Linked DNA regions of Mus musculus: region 1 is linked to region 2. Evidence: chromatin contacts called from public promoter capture Hi-C data. All regions are on one chromosome and are shown on one strand. Each heading gives the region's core, a stretch centred on a gene start, on an enhancer-like site or on the middle of the called end of the contact. The rest is flanking DNA. Distances are from core to core; before and after follow the strand shown. Region 1 holds the start of Omg (oligodendrocyte myelin glycoprotein). Region 2 holds the start of Slc46a1 (solute carrier family 46, member 1).

Region 1 (2,700 bases), core at 9-2,508, 1.0 Mb before region 2:
TGTCACCTGAGTGCTGGGACTAAAGCTGAGCACCGCCATGGCCAGCATTTTATTTTATATTTTCAGACAGGGTCTCATCTATTCTAGGCTGGCCTTGAGCTTGCTGTGTAGTCAAAGCTGGGCTTCAATTCCTGGCCTTCTTACTTCCACCTGCTGAATGCTAGGATTAAAGGTGTGTGTTGCCACTCCAGCTTTGATACTGCTATTCATAAAAATAAAATTATCTTTTGTTCAGACCCAACAATACCTCTGGAGAAAGCAATACTCTATCCATACCATCCAAAACAAGTTTCATGGAAGAAAAAAAATAGCAAAATCAAAACCAAACAACTCCATCTAACTCAAATACATAAAATGTAAACAATTATTTTACCATTTGACTGGTAATTAAAAGTAGAACATTAAAATAGAAGAAACAAAACAAAATATCTAGTATCTACTGGTTATGGTAGTGCACATCTTTAATTCTAGCAGTGAGAAACAGAAGTAGGAAGATCTCTGTGAGTTCCAGGCCAGCCAGGAAGACACAGTGAAACGTATTTTAGGCTGGTGTTGTTTTATAGTCCAGCATCCTTATTTTACATGTGGCTTGTTCTTATTTGATCACTGTCACTAAGGCAGGACTGTGTGCATGTGCTGGGGAAGGAGACTGTGACGACAACGCAGCTGGCCTGTGTGCAGCATTAGTCAAACGATCTTTTGTATCAGGAAGGCAAAAACAAAGTAATCATATTGAGTATTCCTGTGCTTCCTAAAAGGTAAGATGAAACACGTAATTGACTGATAAATTCGAAAAGCTAATTAAATATAATAATAGTAGCCACGATGGAGGAAGACATAAAAATCAAGATTTCTATCATGACATACATATGAAAAGGTTACGAGACAATTTAACTGTTTTTGAAAAGAACATAAAAATGCGGAGATTAAAAATAGTTCAATGAATATCCTGGAAATCAATTCACAAAGAACATTTTTCAACACATAGAAAGAATGTAGAGGCTTTAAGAAAAATTACAGCAAGCAAATGTTAAATGTGCAACCTAAACTCAGAGAAATACACAGAAGTAAAGCCCAGCCCTAATTTGCATGAAGTATTCTACCCGACAGAGAACTGAAGCTATGTAAGGCACTCTCTGGGCTGTAAATTAAAAAAAAAAAAAAAAAAAAAGAAAAAGAAAAAGAAAAAAAAAAGTCCATTTTGTTGCGTATGCACCTCTTGCAATAAATTTGAGTCAGCACCAATGACAGCTCTGCAGTCCTCCTATGTGGTGCTGATCAGGTGGTTGCAGAGCTTCGGCTCACAGCAACACAATGCAGCTGAGCTGGCAAGCAGAGCCCACAGCCAGAAACCCTTCCGACTCCCACAACAAGACGACCTTTAAGCTGCAAGTTTCCCGGAGAAAATGAGATACTGATAGTGAAGACGACATTATGGTAAGCAGTTGTTTAAATTGGTAAAAGACGGATTTTGAATTTTTTCCTTTTCTTTAGCTTTTTTTTTTTTTAAAGCTAATGTTAGGATTGAATATATTCAATAACAAGTGCATGCACCAAAATCTGCTGCAGTAATAGCCGAGGTTTTCATTTTAATGTCCACTCACTTTGTAAATACATATATTGTTTTTCCTTTAAAATTGGTACTGAAATATAAGGGAAAAAATCATTTTACAAATGTACGCTATCGGGCTTGATTTTTCCAAGTTCATTAAAACGTTTTTTACCAGGATATAGTTATCCATGAGAAGATGAAATTTCAAAAACTGTTTTAATCTGTTTTAACATCTCAAACTACAAACATATTGTGTCTTATAATACTGCAGAGATTTAAGAAAAACAGACATGACAGCCATTTTTTTTCTGAATCAAAAACATTATCAAAAATAGTAACAGCCTAAGTAAGCCTATAAAACTCCTCATTTGCAGACAGTGCCATTCTATCATATAAAGGCTCCGAGAAGATAAATAAGATGAATATACTAAAGGATAAAAATAAAGAGAAAATGTAGGAGAGTCTCTCTCTCTCTCTCTCTCTCTCTCTCTCTCTCTCTCTCTCTCTCTCTGCCTTTCTGTCTGTCTGTCTCTCTCCCCCCCAGTTCCCCCACCCCCACCCACCACATAGCCCCAATTGAAGGATTAGGCATTTGGACTATAAATGAAGGGCAGCTTTGTTAGTTTAATCACTGGAACAATTATAAAAGGACTCAACAACAAGGAGGTTTATTGAAAATTTTGCCGAATGCTAACTGACCCATGCAGATGCTGAGAGTGAATTTGCATATTAAAAGAAGGATGTATCTGTTTGTTTTCAGGCTTTGATGGAATATCAGATACTGAAAATGTCTTCCTGCCTGTTCATCCTTCTGTTTCTCACGCCTGGCATCTTATGCATTTGTCCTCTCCAGTGTACATGCACAGAGAGGCACAGGCATGTGGACTGTTCAGGCAGAAACTTGACTACATTACCACCTGGACTGCAGGAGAACATTATACATTTAAACCTGTCTTATAACCACTTTACTGATCTGCATAACCAGTTAACCCCATATACCAATCTGAGAACCCTGGATATTTCAAACAACAGGCTTGAAAGTCTGCCTGCTCAGTTACCTCGGTCTCTCTGGAACATGTCTGCTGCTAACAACAATATTAAACTTCTTGACAAATCTGATACTGCTTATCAGTGGAACCTTAAATACC
Region 2 (2,877 bases), core at 206-2,705:
CCAGGATGTTGAAAGCCAGGCCAATCTCAGCCACCCAGGTGTCAGCCAGGCAGAATTGCAGAAGCCTTAGGCCCAGCAGGCTGGTGAGGTAGGGTAGGTGCTGGGCTGCTGAGCCATAGCCAATCAGCTTGGAGTCCCAGCAGAGGGGTGCGCTCAGCTCATAGAGTGTCAGGATATCTTGAGCCCCAAAATGCACAGTAACCACCACGAATATGGCCAAAGAGTACAGGGCTAGATGCATCCTGGACTTTTCTGGGGCTGGAACCACATATAGCCGGGCAATGGATCGATGATGGCGGAGCGTGAAAAGCCTGGTGGACTTTGGCTCCTTCACCGTCTCACCAAAACAAAATGCTGCGTATAGAGCCATGACAATCAGCAGGGCCAAAGCCAGCCAGAAGGGGTTGGCATAACCCTGGGCCCGGAGCCAGTGACCCCCGAGAAGGCTTGCCAGGGTCCCGGCCACACCAATGCATGCTTCCAGCAGAGCCATCCGGAAGGTGCGACTGTGGTTAGAGCTAACATCTGCCACAGAGGCAAAGCTAGCAGCAAGGAGGCCGTTGAAGTCTCCCAGAAGGGCACAAAGAGCTCGGCCAAGCACGAAGAACCCGACGTGCAGTTCTAGCTGCACCACAAAGATGGACACCACGGCCTGGAGCAGCAGACCAAGAGAGGCCAGCACCAGCAATGGGCGGCGACCCACGCGGTCACTCCAGGCTCCCAGCAGGGTGGACCAGAAGAGTCCCACCAGGAAGCCTCCCACGTTCATGTAGAGGGTCCAGTGAGATGTCAGGGTCTCCACTTCCTGTAAAGACACAATCACTAGTGCGCAGGACCTCACTTTGGTTAGCTACCATCACCATCCTGGGAGCTATAGCCTTGCTTTAGAGCCCTAAGCCTCTTGGAATGTTCCTTCAACTTGTAAAAACAGGCCCTGGAGAAGCATTCCCTCCGTCGCTACACTAGATAACTTTCCAAGCCAGGCTTTCTCTAGGTACACCTCCAGCACAAGGCAGCCAGCCAGGGCAGGCCCCCTTTGGTCTGACCCGCCCACCACGCCACGTGTGTCCCGTCCCCTCGGGGACCCCGTCTTCCACAGGCCCCGCCCCGTGCCGCGCTCCGTATTCACAGCTGCTCTGGTCCCTGCTACCTTCATGAGGGGATCCGCGCTTTGGTTCCCACAGTTCTCCCGGTGGCGGGTGCCATTGTAGCCGAGCTCCGTGCTGAACCGGTGCCAAAGGTACTGTGTGGTGAGCGGTCCCTGCAGAACCAGGGCAAAGTTGGCCAGGAAGACTAGGGGCTCCACGGGGCCGCGGAAAAGCACGGGAGCGTTGAGGAAACTGTGGGGCGAGCCCACGGAGCTCACGCGCCCCTCCATGCGCAAACACGGAGGGGCTAGCACCTCGGAACCAGCTGCGGGAGGCCTGGACCAGTCTGTGCTGTCTGCGCCTGCGCCGGCTTCGGGTGCTTCTGTTAAAAGTCTAGAGGGGCGGAGCGTGAGACAGTCTCAAAAGCTTTGGTCCGCTGAACTCTGGGCTGGGTGTCGTCCAAACAATCCCTGTGGTGTGTCCTCACTTCAGGCAACGCAAAGATACTACCGTGCTGCAGCCCTCCTTCCTGGGCGTCGGAACACTCAAAAGAATAATCACTATATCAATAACTAACATTTATTGACAACGTAACTTTGTTCTGGGGCCAGGAATTCTGAATATATTATCTCGTGGCAACCTTATAGATTAGTCACTTAATGATCCGAATCCAGAGATGTGGAAGTAAGGTCGAAAGGCACGCAGGATTAGCGCACAAGACTGGATATGCCAGCTGCGTGGCATCTGCCTCTCGGCACATGTGCATCTGTGTAAGAACAGCCAGAGCCTGGTGGGCCACACTGGAGTACTTGTGCTCTGCCACTGATCCGTTGACCTTGCCTTCACTTGGAAGAAAATCTTAGTGAAGGCAGGACCTAGTGGCATGTGCTTTTAATCCCAGCACACCAGAGGTGAGGCCAGTTTGGTCTAAGCAATACTAGGCTAACCAAGGCTTGATGTTCTGTCCAAAACAAACAAACAAACAAACAAACCAAGAAAGAAAGAATGCCGAGCATGGTGATGCATGCCTTTAATCCCAGCAATTGGAAGGCAGAAGCAGGCAGATTTCTGAGTTCGAGGCCAGCCTGGTTTACAAAGTGAGTTCCAGGACAGTCAGGGCTACACAGAGAAACCCTGTCTCGAAGAAACCAAAAGAAAAAAGAAAAGAGAGAGAGAGAGAGAGAGAGAGAGAGAGAGAGAGGAAGTATTGGAAAATGACAATGAGATTTGGTACACTGAAAGTATTATTTTATATACATACTTTCAGACCAGGCTAACCTCAGACTCATAGAGATTCCCCTGCCTCAGGCTTCTGGATGCTGTTGCTATTAGACCTAATCGCTGTTGGCTATCATTAATGACTAATAGGTTGTCCCTTGCCCCTGTTCCTGTCCTAGGAGCCTTTCCTGGAGCTAGTGTCACATCAAGGACTGGGATCTGATTCTGCAGTTCTCTTAGAGGGTGGAGTAGAGACAAGAGGAGCCTGAGACTGGAGGCCCCTGGGTGTGGGCCTGTGCTCTTCAGTGCCCCTGTTGTAGGAACTGAGCTGGAGAACAGACATCTGCACTGTTGCTGAGCAGCTCAGACTTCCTGTCTGTCTGTCTGTCTGTCTGTCTGTCTGGGCTTCTGTTTTATTGCCTGTGAAAAAGGAGTGCCCTTACTTGGTGCCGTGGAGATCTGAACACAACACTGAAGCAAACAGATGAAGCCCCCCACCAGGCACCACAGCTTCTAGATTGGTGGGGAGAGAGAAAGAGCAGGATGTAAATAGTGTAGAATCCGACCATGG

The links. Promoter capture Hi-C pulls out the DNA fragments that hold promoters and counts their contacts.
Region 1: a contact with region 2 is called in a promoter capture Hi-C map of hippocampal neurons, with 2.2 times the contacts expected there. The contact joins the promoter of Omg here to the promoter of Slc46a1 in region 2. A contact is called at or near these places in 2 of 39 promoter capture datasets (hippocampal neurons and liver).

What each region holds. Positions count from the first base shown.
Region 1 is chr11:79,502,640-79,505,339 of GRCm38.p6, reverse strand. Omg (oligodendrocyte myelin glycoprotein) reads left to right here and starts at 1,258. Exons shown (of 2, transcript NM_019409.2): 1 at 1,258-1,437; 2 at 2,313-2,700. The coding sequence starts at 1,435. All of the region lies in intron 36 of Nf1 (neurofibromin 1), which reads right to left.
Region 2 is chr11:78,464,279-78,467,155 of GRCm38.p6, reverse strand. Slc46a1 (solute carrier family 46, member 1) reads right to left here and starts at 1,455. Exons shown (of 5, transcript NM_026740.2): 1 at 1,151-1,455; 2 at 1-805. The coding sequence starts at 1,378.